Linked DNA regions of Mus musculus: regions 2, 3, 4 and 5 are each linked to region 1. Evidence: chromatin contacts called from public promoter capture Hi-C data. All regions are on one chromosome and are shown on one strand. The core of a region is the stretch at or near the end of the contact, and the rest is flanking DNA. Distances in the headings are between cores, read along the strand shown.

What was found. Promoter capture Hi-C pulls out the DNA fragments that hold promoters and counts their contacts.
Region 2: a contact with region 1 is called in a promoter capture Hi-C map of pre-B cells. The contact joins the promoter of Slc41a3 here to the promoter of Chchd6 in region 1. A contact is called at or near these places in 15 of 39 promoter capture datasets (the 3T3-L1 cell line, 3T3-L1-derived adipocytes, the HPC-7 cell line and 9 more), 1 of 484 Hi-C or Micro-C datasets (B cells), 2 of 115 datasets of contacts at active chromatin or transcription factors (astrocytes and pancreatic cancer cells) and 1 of 9 other capture datasets (adipose tissue).
Region 3: a contact with region 1 is called in a promoter capture Hi-C map of pre-B cells. The contact joins the promoter of Ruvbl1 here to the promoter of Chchd6 in region 1. A contact is called at or near these places in 9 of 39 promoter capture datasets (the 3T3-L1 cell line, 3T3-L1-derived adipocytes, hippocampal neurons and 5 more).
Region 4: a contact with region 1 is called in a promoter capture Hi-C map of second pharyngeal arch cranial neural crest. The contact joins the promoter of Sec61a1 here to the promoter of Chchd6 in region 1. A contact is called at or near these places in 11 of 39 promoter capture datasets (the 3T3-L1 cell line, 3T3-L1-derived adipocytes, cranial neural crest and 6 more), 1 of 484 Hi-C or Micro-C datasets (CD4 T cells), 4 of 115 datasets of contacts at active chromatin or transcription factors (astrocytes, large pre-B cells, pro-B cells and 1 more) and 3 of 9 other capture datasets (adipose tissue, liver and pancreatic islet).
Region 5: a promoter capture Hi-C map of cranial neural crest shows a contact between it and region 1. The contact joins the promoter of Rab43 here to the promoter of Chchd6 in region 1. A contact is called at or near these places in 2 of 39 promoter capture datasets (cranial neural crest and liver).

The regions. Positions count from the first base shown.
Region 1 is chr6:89,594,376-89,597,075 of GRCm38.p6, forward strand. It overlaps Chchd6 (coiled-coil-helix-coiled-coil-helix domain containing 6), which reads right to left and starts at 1,277. Exons shown (of 8, transcript NM_025351.3): 1 at 1,084-1,277. The coding sequence starts at 1,170.
Region 2 is chr6:90,603,493-90,606,192 of GRCm38.p6, forward strand. It overlaps Slc41a3 (solute carrier family 41, member 3), which reads left to right and starts at 1,388. Exons shown (of 11, transcript NM_027868.2): 1 at 1,388-1,516.
Region 3 is chr6:88,464,096-88,466,799 of GRCm38.p6, forward strand. It overlaps Ruvbl1 (RuvB-like protein 1), which reads left to right and starts at 1,314. Exons shown (of 11, transcript NM_019685.3): 1 at 1,314-1,573. The coding sequence starts at 1,433.
Region 4 is chr6:88,517,300-88,520,139 of GRCm38.p6, forward strand. It overlaps Sec61a1 (Sec61 alpha 1 subunit (S. cerevisiae)), which reads right to left and starts at 1,501. Exons shown (of 12, transcript NM_016906.4): 1 at 1,387-1,501; 2 at 1,072-1,139. The coding sequence starts at 1,393.
Region 5 is chr6:87,810,480-87,813,179 of GRCm38.p6, forward strand. It overlaps Rab43 (RAB43, member RAS oncogene family), which reads right to left and starts at 1,300. Exons shown (of 3, transcript NM_001039394.1): 1 at 868-1,300. The coding sequence starts at 1,065.

The sequences.
Region 1 (2,700 bases), core at 27-2,526:
GCTCTGGAGCTGACCTACTTTATAGTCTTGGGTCTCCTACTTTGTTACCTGTGTGACCTTGGACAACTTATGCCAATAGGACCTCAGTTCCCCATAAGCTACAAAATGGACTAATCAAACTTTTGGTGGTATATGCCCCTCCTTAATCCTAGCACTCATGAGACAAGCAGACACAGAGTCCTGGGCCAGCCTGACTTAATATTGAGACCCTGTCTCAAAACAAAACAGAGGAAGAGGTACTAACAATTCTACTGCTCATTGATTGGTTGAAAAATTAAATAATACCTGTAAAGAGCTGCCAGTCTGAAATAAAACAGGAGCTTTTATTCTTGTAAGTTCCGGTGATAAAGTCATGAATTACACAAGAACTTCAGCCAAGCTATCAGCTAGAGCTCTAATGGGAAACACAATAAACACAATTTGTTTCAAACTGTGTTGGATGCTGAGAAAATCATAAATGTGTGGCAGTAGTGTGGGAAGTCGCTTGAGACTGTGGTCAAGGAAGGATTCTTGGATGACACCTGAGCTGTAACAAGAAGACAGCCAGGTTAACGATAACTGAAGAAACATCGAACACCTGGGATCTTCTAGGAAGAACAAGGAGGTCCTGAGGCAAAAATAAGTATCTTATGAAGATGAGGAAACAGGCCAGGAAAGGGATGGGAAGGTCAGTGGGCACCAGCACATCTTGTAAAAGCCAAGTGAGGCTATTCCTCCTGTTCGACGTGGTAAGGACCAACTGTAGGTTTTTAGTTGAAGAGCGGATAAGGCATATGACCTAATACACAGTAGCTGAAACTCTCCTTTTGCTGCCTCACGGAGAAAGGCACGTGAACAAGATTGGAAATGGAAGAACACTTTCAAAACGTGCTGCAGCACACGCAACGAGAAGCACAAGACAAGTGAAACCGGGTAGAGCACGGAACAAATCCGGAACCGAGAGAGCCAAGGCGGTGGAAAATGACTTGAGGCGGCCGGCTGCCCCCGAGTGCCAGCGGCCCCATGTATCTGGTCCCCGGGACGGCGGCTCCCATTCCCGCCCGCACGCTCCTCCGGCCCGCGCCCTCCCGCCGCGCCGCTCACCCGGATGCCCTGCAGCACCCGGACCCGCTCCTCCTCATCCATCTCGAAGGACACCCTTCGGGCCTCGGCGCTCTCGGCGCTGCCCATGACAGGAGGCGGGCAGGGCGTGAGGCCACGCGAGCCGGCTCCACAGCAACCAGGACGACGCTGCTCAGCGGCCTACGCTCGTCACTCGGGACACAGGCCAGCAACACTGCGCTCTATTGGCTGCTGGGGCTGGCGCGCGTTGCCCTGTGGGATTTGTAGTCCAGCATTCTGGCGCCATTAAAAAGCTCTGGAAGGGGGCGTGGCTCTCTGAGGTAGGGGTACCTGTGGGCTGGAAAATTGGACAGAGGGCCAGCCAAATAGACGCTGAGACAAGGTCATGGTTTCTTATAAATCTTATCCCTGAAGCAAAGTAAAAGTCGTGTTCTAAGAATAAACTACCAAGGATGCTAAGACAACTGTTAATGATCTATGTTCATGTTAAGCATTCAGCAGACTTGTACTGAGCCACCCCATGTAACCTGCTTGAGTCATGAAAGAAACAAATTTCAAACACAAGTGAATCTACTGTAGTGCAAGGGAAACGACACTGTAATACCGCGAGACAAATTAATAAATTGTGGCAACCTCACAGATGGAGCCTTTACACAAATGGAGCCTTTAAGACCTAAAGGTGAGTGTAGTTTGCCATGAGATGATAGAGAAAGTACTATGCTAGGGACCAACTGTTAATCCCAATGATGGGAGGAGAAAGACCACCGGCCCAAACCATCCTGGGCAAGTTAATTAAAACAAACTTTTAATTCTTGTACATAGGCTGTCTTCTCCTAAGATGGAGTTCAAGAGGTCAGACTTTGAGGTAGAAAAGATTTTTATAGGTCAAGGATAAGGGGTTTCCAAATTTGAGGAGGGGTGGGGTATGGGAGACAAATAGACACAAAATATAACTAGTTAGTCTTAACCTCTTGTGAAACAAAGGCATGTTTCTTAGTGTTTCTATTGCTATGAAGAGACACCATGGGTGACTCTTAGAAAGAAAAATATTTAGCCTGGTGTGGTAGCCCATGCCTTTAATCCCAGCACTCAGGAGGCAGAAACAGGCAGAAACAGGCCTGTGAGTTTGAGGCCAGTCTGGTCTACAAAGAGAGTCCAGGAGGGCTTGTTACACAGAGAAACCCTGTCCAAAAAAAAAAAAAAAAAAAAAAAAAAAACCCTAGGACTGGTATGGTGCTAGAGGAGGGAATGAGAGTTCTGCATCCTGGTTGACAGGCAGCAGGAAGTAAGATGGCTTGAGCTTCTGAAACCTCAGAACCCATACCACCCCAGTGACACACTTCCTCCAACAAAGCCACACCTACTCCAACAAGGCCATACCTCCCAGTAGTGCCACCATTCATTCTCTATGGACCAAGTATTCAAACACATGAGTCTATGGGAGCCATTCCTATTTAAACCGCCATAACATGTTGCAAGTGTTAGAGTCTGAGAATCACTGAAGGAAGGCCCCAGACTCAAACAGTATGTAAAGGCAAACAATATTTATTCTGCAAAAACAACCAGCATGCGTGGGTCAATCATTCATCAAAATGGTGACCAGAAGAGGAGCTCTTCTTAATCAGGGCTAGTGGAGTT
Region 2 (2,700 bases), core at 138-2,637, 1.0 Mb after region 1:
CTGAGTTTCCCAGAACTCACGTGTTGCCATGTTGGTAGTGAACCTCCTGTTGTCTTTTCTGCCTCTCCTTTTCACTGTCACAGGGCTTTCTGGGTCAGCCTTTAATCAAAGGGTTTGTGATGGAGGGATCAGGGGCTGAGGTCCAGGGTTCTCTTCAAGACTGTGACACCAGTTATTGCTTTTCCCTGTTCTAGTCAGACCTAAGATTCTGCTACCCCCCACCTGCCCACAGTGCCTCAGTCTGGGAATCAAACTCGTTAAACCTTTATGAAACCTTCAAAAGTATGGGCTAAAATAAACCCTTTTCTTTGTATAAGTTGATTTTGTTACAATAAATGAAAGCATATCAACATGGAGTTCAAGGTTCATGGATGGCTATTCCTGGTGACGCCTCCCTCCTACTGTCTTTCTATGTCTCACCTGCATGCACACAGGGAGAATGAGCTGGCAGGGTCTCTTCCTGAGAGGACTCCAGTCGCATTGTGACTGCACCCTGTGACTTCACTTGTTCATTGCTACCTCTTACATAAGCTGGATTGACAAATGCAATCACTTTGGGAGCTTGGAATTCAGCACTATATTTTGACAATGTAAGCCATCCAGTCTGTAAATTCTCCTAACATGTGGAACACTGTCATCTGTTTTTGTTTTGTTTTTCATTTGCTGGGGACAGAATCCAGGAACTGGGCTTGCATCTCCCCGGGCCTTGCCCTGTCATACTTTTTTTGTGTTGTATTCTTCAAAACTACTGTCTTACAGGTCTTGCACATCCGGTTTCTGCAGGTGCAGTTGGCAGCTTAGAATCCAGCCAGGGCTCAGGATTCTTGAATCAGCCAAGAGCCATAAGTGGGGGCACGGGATAGATTGTAGGAGCTGGTGTCCACTGAGGCTCACCACTGCTGGCTGAGTCTTCCAAGGCTGTATCTTGATAAGAGTGAGAGGATCACACATGTTGAAGGACAGAAGAACTTTCATGACACATACACAAGTGTTCAAAGGTGAAATATTCAGAAATGTCAGATTGAAAACTGAACAGGCAAATGTGTATCCTAAGGGAAGCTGGCCCTTGCAGTGTGCTACTGGAGGCTACTCCGTCGCCCAGCCCCGCCCCCGCCCGTGGCCCCGCCCGTGACCCCGCCCTACTCATGGTCCTGTTCCGGGGTCTAGCTTCTTCTTTCTTGGCCCCACCCCAAGCGGCACCGCCTCTGAGGCGTGTCATTGGGTCCTTCGGCACCCAGGGAGCATCCCTGCACACCCCACTGCTCGATCAGAGAGCTGTCCTGACTAAAAGGCTTTAAAAATTGGGTTTTTCAAGCGCCACCTCTGTGGATTGGCCCCGCCCACAACACTCGCCCAGCAACCCTCCCCTCCTGTGGCCCCGCCCCTCTGTCTGGACGCCTAGGCAGGGCGGGGCTGGCCCGCCTGCTGCCCTTCTCGCTTCCTCCCGCCGCAGGCCTCCACAGTGTCCAGCGCGCGCCTGGCCGCCTCGCTTTCGCCGCCGGCCGGGAGAGGACCGGTAAGCGCGGGCAGGAGCTGGACTGGGAGCCGGGGAAGCCAAGGGAAAGCGGAGCGTCAATGGCCCTCGGGATGGGGCGTGGGGCACAGGATCTGTCTTAGGCACACTGGGCGGGTCAGTTTGTGGCATCCTCGCTCCAAAGGTCTGCAGGGACCCGCCCCGCTGATCTCTCTCCCTCTGCCTGTGATGAACCCCAGAGCGCCTGACTCTAGGGGTTATGGTTAACTCCTTCAGCACCCCGAGATCATCCTTGACCACCCTAAGGCAGGCTCAGCGAGCTGTCCCTGCGCTCCAGGTTGTCAAGCTAGAGGTTGTTCAGACTTGAGAAGATCCCTCAGTCTACCAGATCCTTTCTATAAATCTTTTAAAACTCAGGTTTTCAAACTGCTTCTTCGCCACGGAGACCACTTAGAGACGCAGCCATTCCAACCTGACCCAGATATCTAGATGAGCTTGCTCTGCTTCCTGACGCTGGCTGGCCTCATGCTGGTACTATGGTAGCTTAAGAACCACGACTGTAAAGTAGTACAGAAGAGCCTGGAGTCAGGCCAAGTGCCCTGTAAGGAAAATATACTATAGAAGGGTATAGTGATCTCCCCTTATTGCAGGGAGTTACAAACATGTTCCCAAAGAGTGTCTGAATCCTGGAATGATATCCAGACATATAGATTGTTTTCCTAATATACATACCTATGGTAGAGCTTAACTTGTGAACTAGACACAGTAAAAGATGAACACCCCTAAGGTAGGGCAGGTGTAATCATATACTGTGATACAATTGTCACCATCACTATACTTGTGCCATTATTAAGTAGACTAAGCGTTGCTTGGCCAACAGCTCAGCCACCCTAACAACTGTTGAGAGGGTGACTAGCTGATGGGCAGCATCTGCAGCATAGATCCCTATGCCGAGGAGTGCTGCATGTTCTAGGAGGGACAGTGTAGTGTTAACTGAATCGGTCCACCATGCTGCTCAGAACTGAGCACAAAACCTACAAATTCTTTATTTCTAGAAATGTTCTCTTAATATTTTTGGTAGTAAGCAAAACCTCTGAAGGTACCCTAGGATAAAGGGTCTTACAGCGCTCCGTTCATACTCTGAGGTGGATGGTATTTTGCTCTCCCAAGGTCACACATCTGCGAAGAGGAGAAACTGGGATTCGAACCCTGAGTTTGGGTTCCCG
Region 3 (2,704 bases), core at 64-2,563, 1.1 Mb before region 1:
AAAGACTGAGAAATCAAACAATGGGCCTAAAGTTGCACCACAGCTACACATTGCACAGCACAGGAAGGTGTCTCCTGGCTGACTTAAAAGTGAGGAAAGTGAGGGACACAGGAGGCAGAGGCAGGTGGATTTCTGAGTTTGAGGCCAGTCTGGTCTACAGAGTGAGTTCCAGGACACCCAGGGCTATACAGAGAAACACTGTCTCGAGAAAAAAAAAGTGAGGGACACCTGCTTAGAGAGCCAGAATGTTGAGAGAGTAAGCAAGAGTGTTTGCCGTCCTTAGTATAGCCCTTCTTGAAAATGAAGCATTAAATTTGGACTATGGCAAGGTGGATTGTGAAAACAAACTACCATATTTGCACCAATATCAGAGCCGTTGATTATTCAAATGAAGGACCATAGTTTCACCATTCACAGGCAGCTTTTGTTCACCTACCTGGAGACTTGCACCCACTCCAGACTGATGAAAATATCTGGTCAGAGTATGGTGGTAGCACCTTTAATGCCAGCAACTCAGGAGGCAGAGACAGGTGGGGGCCCTGGAGTTTTAGGCCAGGCAAGGCTACACAAACACATCTTCTCTTTTCCTTCCTTCCTTTTTTTCCTTTAAGGGTTTTTTTTTTTTTTTGTTTGTTTGTTTGTTTGTTTTTTTTTTTTTTTTTCCGAGACAGGGTTTCTCTGTATAGCCCTGGCTGTCCTGGAACTCACTCTGTAGACCAGGCTGGCCTCGAACTCAGAAATCTGCCTGCCTCTGCCTCCCGAGTGCTGGGATTAAAGGCGTGCGCCACCACCGCCGAGTTTCTTTAAGGTTCTTATTGGGCATATGATGACCAGAATTATGGCATGAAGTGTTTGAAAAGTTTTGGCTGGAATAGTGCCTTCAGGATCTAGTGTATTCTGGAAAAAAAAAAATGGGAGCAGTGGGGCATTCTCTGGGTGTCTAAATAATTCGGTGAGCACTGGAGAAGTTTGGGCAGCTGCTTTGCTGATGATTCTCTCAGGACATCCAAGCACCTGGAAAAGATTTAACATCTGTCAGTGAAGAAGTTAACTCACCCTGGCACAAATATGTTATTCTAAAGAAAAAAAATAGGCATTAAAAGAGGCATTTATAATTAAAAACCTGTCATTCACATTAATAGTGCTTAAGTACTTAAGCAGTTCTCAGTCAAATGTGGCCAGGGCAGGAAATGTTTGCCCTGGGGGAACTTATCCTGTGACACAGACGGAAGTTACTGGGCGAAACTCAGCAGCCGTGACCAGCGTAGCTTTTAGCCAATAGAAAGCGAAGCCTTCTCGCCTCCCCCAATGACATATTGATAGGGGCGGGTCCAGGAGAGCGGCCTAGTAACGGCCGCGTGGTAACCCAGGCGCCTGGCGTGCGGTAGTTCCTACCACTCCACGCAGGTTGTGTTCCTAGACACTCGGCAAAATGAAGATTGAGGAGGTGAAGAGCACCACGAAGACGCAGCGCATCGCCTCCCACAGCCACGTGAAGGGTCTGGGGCTGGACGAGAGCGGCCTAGCCAAGCAGGCGGCTTCGGGTCTCGTGGGCCAGGAGAACGCGAGAGAGGTGGGCGTGGGGCTTGTGCGCGAGGTGTGGGCGGCGGGACCAGGATCCACTAAGATCTAAGAAGTAAGGATCACACTAGCGAGCAAAGGCTGCATCCTTTGCGGGTCACGGCACGCAAATTAGACCTCACCGGAAACGCAGTGGAAGGCTGTGCGGTTAAGTATAGAATTGACTACGTTTTCAGAGTTGATATGGGTTCTTTGGGCCTGGGAGCTGATCTGTTAAGTGGAGCGGTGAGGACTGTCTGATCTATTCCCCATCCAAGCACTCCAGCTTTTCCAGGTCAGTCTTCCTAAAGTCATGCCAGGTCTTTCTATCGGTTCTGTTTTGCACATGAAGAAGTTAAAGGTGGGTTAGGCCGCTTAACCACCTGCCAGTTTAGCAGTAATGAGGCTGGTATCTCCCTCCCCCTAACCCCCATCAAATCAGTATTCTTCCCATTTCTTCAGCCTCCTCCACTCTGAACTCTGCAGAGGTTCAGTGTCTACAAAAACTTGCTTTTTTACATGTGGTGAAGACTGCTTTCTCAGCCTCTTGCACACAGAAAGTGCCAGCAGCAAAGAGCATCATCTATCCAAAAAGGGAAATGTTTGACCCTAGCATGCTTGCATCTTTTCTTGCAAGCAGGTAGTAGCAGTTTAATGCTTTCTATTGGCCAGGCAGCTTTGAGTCTATTGTTTCTTATTTCATTTCTGTCCATGTGACATTTCTGTGTATGTGACTTCAGAGGCTGCTCTAGACCTGCATCTGCACCCACACCAGCAGCCTCTGGTACTCCATATCTTATCCTTCCTATTCTTTGAATGTTAGCCGGTATTTATTTTTGTTTGTTTTCACGACAGTCTCACTATGTAGCTCTGGCTGTCCTGGGACTCTGTAGACCAGACTGGCCTTGAGTTCACAGGGATCCGACTGCCTCTGCCTCCTGAGTGCTAAGATTAAAGGTGTGGGCCATTACACCTGGCTTCCTTAGCTGATATTTCTTTGTTTCTTTTCCTGTTTGACAAAATGTGCGCAAATGCAGTGCAGTCATGTGACTGCCATGGTGCTCTGGTAGAGGTCAGAGGTTCTTTCCTTCCACTGTGGGATCCAGGGATTGAACTCAGGTCCTCAGGTTTACACTACAAGTGC
Region 4 (2,840 bases), core at 251-2,750, 1.1 Mb before region 1:
TACCTACCATCCACAGGCACTATATTATATATTTCCCATCTCCCTTGTTCTGCCAGGCCAAGGTCACAGGTCTATGAAGAAAGAATGTAAAGCGTGGGACTTGGGTTTCTTGGCCCTCGAGCCAGAATCTCTGCACTGAGGTGGAACAGATAAAGTTCTGAACATCATCCTGGCAAAGGCAGCAAGGGTACTGCAAGGCATTTGCATAGAACTATGGAAAGTAAAAACTAAATTAGAAGCACAAAGTATCCATGTGAATGCCAACTACAAATGCCAGATGTGAATATATGACAGTCTGAAAAAAAAAAAAAAACCCAAAATACCAAAAAAAACAAAACAAAACAAAAAAAACCCCAAAACCAAAACCAAAAAAAACACCAAAAACCAAACCAGGAACACAAAGTAGATTTACTGTTTTCTGAGCCCATGGGCCTGGACTTTCCTTCACCGGGCACTCTCACACTAGGAACATTTATTCTTGGGCCGAAGCTGCCTGCCACAGAAATTCTGATTAAGATTCACATTAAGCATTAAGGTGCTACAGTTCTCTCCTTCCTTGTTTTAGAGCACCTGCTGTCAATGGCAGCAGACTTCACTAGTGCATGTAAACTCGATGCTGGGGCAGCATACATTCAAATAAAAACCACAAACACGTTCATATCGATTACACGACTCGATTTTTCCTTTGGAAACCAGATACCGAAGTCACCTCCCACACGAAACAAACACCCCATCATCTGCTCCTGCTGGAGGTGAAGAACGGAGGGTAACTCAATCTGGGATCCTAACTGAGGTCTTAATCAATCACTGCTCAGACCCACTTTCGGACTAGGCAAACCTGAGGCTTTGTTAACCACTATCCACTAAAGATGCTCCTAACGAGACAAGGTGTTGGGAGAATTCCCACACAACCGGGTCACCTTTCAACGGCTCCCGTGAGTATCCCAGCACACACAGCTACACTCCAGAGGGGCAGTTTTCACTCGGTGTGCTGAGGCCATTTTTAATTGTACTGTAAACTCCCAGCGCCCAATTTTGCAAGTCTTCTTTGACCACCATCTGGGGACTTACCTTTCTCTCTGGCTTCTGAATTTCCGGCAAGATGACACAGAATGGCTTGATGACTTCCAGAAATTTGACTTTGATGGAAGAAACAGAAAGAGAAGGAGTTAGGTACGGAGTAACTTGAGGGCACCTGAGGGAGCCCGGCACGATGAGAGCCGGGCGTGGGCGTGCGGGGACCCAGAAGGCTCGGTCTAGGGGCGCGGGAACGAGTCCCCCAGGCAGGCCGCGTTCCGCCAGGATCGGGAAGCACGGCGGGCGAGCGCCCAAACGGGGAAAGGCGACGCATCCTGGCTGCGCCGGGGTGGCCCCCAGGAAACTCACTCGCCATGGCGGCGGCTGATCCGACTACACGCCCGGCCCCGACTGCGCTCCACTTCGAGTGAGGAGGCGCTGCTAGCTCCGGAGCGCGCTTCCTCGACCGAGAGACACGTCAGTGATAGCCCGGCGGCGAGCGGCGCGGCGAGGCGGGGCCGGGGATGGGCCACCGGCCGCTTCCGCTTCCTGCCACGCGCGCCCGCCGCGCCGCCTGCGCCAAGACCACAACTCCCGGCATGCAGCAGGAGCAGAGAGGCTGTCGGGAAGACGACTGTCGGGCCACACCGGAACTGGGCGTGTGCAGCTGCGCAGACTCTCCCGGAAGTGAGGGCCAAATCAGCCCTTGTTACTAGTGGACGCTTCGTGGTGGTGTTGGCCCTACGAAGCAGGCGATTCGGCTTTCCGTGTCGGTGGCCCTCAGTACCAGTGATAGCATGTCGCGACCCAGTAGGCCTCAGCTGCTGCTCGTCACGCACGACAGAGCAGCAGTGTGCTGAATCCTACCCTGCATGGCTTACCCTACCCTACAATACCCTCCTGGGTGCTGTAGGCTGCCTCCAAGGATGTCTGAGCTCATGCATTTGAGGACGTTCGGCAAAGGCCGGGTCTGGCGGCTCTGGGTGGGCTTTGGCGCAGCGCATTCCAAGAAGGCCTTTGGAACTGGAGAGTTAGGAGAGATGAAGAAACCGAGCCAAGCCTTGCAGCCCCATATCTTCAGGGAAAAGAATACATCTGGGCTGGAGGAAAGGGTGTGCGAAGGGGACTGGGCAAGGTGGGGCAACATGAAACTTACTCTTTAGTGGGATCTCTGATCTCAGTGCTGTGTGCTGTCTGAAATCGACTTCTTGCTGTGCACCCTGAGTGCTGAGTTTCATGCAGCCAAGTCCTGACTTCAACGGAGAGGTTTGCTGTGGCCACGTCCTTAGAAACATTCTAGACAGCCAGCCCCATGTCATTGATAGGACATTTATATTTAATTTGGCATTAAGTTGCATGTGCGTACACAAATATAGATGGGTTTAGGGGAAAGCACTAAGTCAATATACTTAGCACAATGTGAGGTTTTTGTTTTCGATTCTTTAAGCTAGGTCTCTAGGTAGCCCTCGATACCACTATGTAGACTAGGCTGGCTTCAGATTCACAGAGATCCCACCTGACTGCTCTGAGTGCTGGGACTAGCCGTGCATGTGCCACCACAGCAGGCCACAATGTGAGGTTTTTGAAACAGAGGTGCAGTGTTTTTGCATGTACACATTTTAAAGATTTAATTATTAAATATTAGAGACAGATGCCTAAAGAGACAATAAAATCTAAATGAAGTTTTGATTAAGTATTTCTTTGAGATTTATTTTTATTGTTTCTGTGCTCACGTAAGTATGATAACAGGTGCCCTTTGAAGGTAGAAGAGGGAGCCACCTGTCATGGGTATTGAGAACTGAACTCAGGTCCTCTGGAAGAAA
Region 5 (2,700 bases), core at 50-2,549, 1.8 Mb before region 1:
CCACCCAGTTCTCTTTAAAGCTGTCTTGAAGATCCTTGTGAACCAGAAACCGTGAAAAACGGCAAAGGATTTCTGCAGGGTGGAAATCAGGAAAGTTACTAAGAGCCTCTGTGCACAAGAACAGCGCTGTGTCCTGTCCAGGATGCTACCTTTTTTTTTTTTTTAGGGAGGACAGACACCTAGGTTAAGAAACTTGATTTCATTCATCACAAATATTATTTATCAAATCATTGCCAGGACATTGTGACAACCACATCCTGCTGTTTCTGCTGGGGTCATTGCCAAAGTTTGCTTCTCTCCCCCACCTTCCGGTATCTGTGATGAAGTTTTCGGTTTCTATCAACCCTTAGTCGGGGAGGCCCCCCACCCCCACCCCAACTCCGCGCTGGCCCTGGTGGAGTGGAGTTCCACCACCGGGTCCATAAAAGAGACCGCGGGGAGGCGTGGCCAGGGAGGAAATTCTGACAAAAACTTTTGGACCTCCGGTCCTAGCAGCCACTACTTCCTGGTCCCTCCCGGTCACGGGGATGTCGTTATTTGGCTGAGTGCTCCCCAGAGGGCCGCGCAGGGAAGGGTCTGTCCCGGCATGCGTGGCGCTCACGGAACGGCCCGCAGGTTGCCTTCCACCGCAAGTTGTTTCGAAGGAGTCCCCAGGCTGAGAGACGGGGGGGCGGGAGTGGGGTGCAGGCTTCCTCCTCCACGCTCTGGCCGCCCACTGTCACCACTCCCAGAGCCCAAGGTGGTGCTTTCGGACCTGAACCCAGCACGGACATCAAGGCCCAAGCCCGTTCTGAAAGAAGGGGAAGCCGAAGGACTGGCCGCGAACCGCCCGCCGGGAGCAAAGCAGCGGGCCGCGCCGCCTCCCACCTTGACCCGCTTGCCCTGGATCTCCAGCGTCTTCATGGTGAAGTCGACACCGATGGTGCTGCCCTGACGCGCCGAGAAGGCGCCGGTCTTGAAGCGCTGCACCACGCACGTCTTGCCCACGCTCGCGTCGCCCACTAACACCAGCTTGAACAGGAAATCGTAGTGTTCGTCCTGATCTCCCGGGCCAGGGCCCGCCATGGCTCCGCGGGAGTCCTGGGACGCAAGGGCCCGGCTTGGGCTAAGGACAGCCGCGGGCCGAGGTCCGTGTGCCCTAGCCGGCCCGCCGCCGGGCTACGTGGAGCGGCGGCGGCACCTGAACGAGCTGCACGGCGGACCGATCGACCGTCCCGCTCCGCCCCGCCCCGCTCCGCTCCGGAGCCCCGAGGACTCGGCTCCGCCCGGGAGCGCACCGCCCGGCCCTCCGCAGCTCTCTGCCAGCCGTCGGTGCCGTGCCGGCCCACGGCTACCTCAGGCCCGCTCGTGCGCCGCCTTCAGGGCGGGGCGAGCCTCCCTGATCCCCAGCACCGCCCATCTCCCGCCACTCCGCCTCTGGGTCCCGCCCCCAGGACCGCCCAGTCTCCCCCTCCCATAACCAACACCTCCTAGCCTGTCAGTACAGTCCCGACCCCCCAGCACTCCCTCTAAGCTTCTCACCTCCCCGATCCTTCTCCGAGCACCGCCCGCACCCCACCACGGCCAAAGCCTCCGACCCTTCTCTCAACACCACCCCAATCCCGCCCTCAGCACCGTTCTTTCTCACTTCTCAGCACTTCACTAACCCGGACTTAAGCCCGGTGCGGATTCGCTGTCAACAACGCCTTGATCCTCTATTTGGTCCTGACCCCGCCCTTAACATCTCTTACCCCGCCCTAATCCTCCGGAGCCTCTTGGCTTGGACCTCGCCTTAGGCACTGCATCCAAGACGGAAATCCACCCGCACCTTTTCGTAGCCCTGGAGCTAACTCCTCCCTAACGCCTCTCAACTCAGCTCTCCGCGCCTCTTCAACTCCGCTTCGGTCCGCTGCGCCCCCATAGCAGGCTTTGGCCCCTATTAGGTCAACAACTCGTTATAATCGCCAGTTCATCATTCCCTAACCTCATGCCCTTCTCAGCCGGGCCCCACGTCCACCCCTCACTGACATGCCTCCGTCCCTCGCCTGGCCTGCACCCAGTGGGGAACAGGCAAGAGTCGTTTCGGGGCAGGGGACAGCTATGGCTGACAATGAAGGGCTGATGAGGCAGAACACAACTCAATGTTCCCTCTTCGGAGAATGGAAAGTTCTGGTGACACACAGTAAAGGCAGCTTCCCTTAGGTGAAAAAGGAAGACAGAGGAAATGAAAATCCTTGAGGGCAGAATGGCCTAGAGTTCCATTTGGAAGAATTGATAGAGCAGACAGGAGTCCAGTCAAACCTGGGGTGGCTGGGAACAGGAGTCCTGGTCCCAGCCAAACACCTCCTGCACAAGGGAAACCTGTGAGTCAGCCAGCTCAGAAGTTTGGCCTGAGAAACCTGAAGTCACAGAAATGGGACCCAGATGTCTGTAAACAGTTTGAACTAGATCAAATAGGCCCCATCCCTAAAAATGAGAGAAAGCTGAGAATACTCTAGCTTCTTTGGACAGCCCCCTTAGGCCCTGCATGGCTATTTGATTCGATAGTTTTTTAATAATGGCTGTTGCAAGCCAAACATTGTTCTAGGGCCTTGAGATCCATCCATGAACGAAAGGCAAAATCCAAGACAAAATCCAAAACTTCCCCAGTAAGGAAGGGAAGAGGAAACTTAAGGAAAGCAGAGAAAGCAAGCCCCCAGGCACCATCTCCACAGGCCCTGT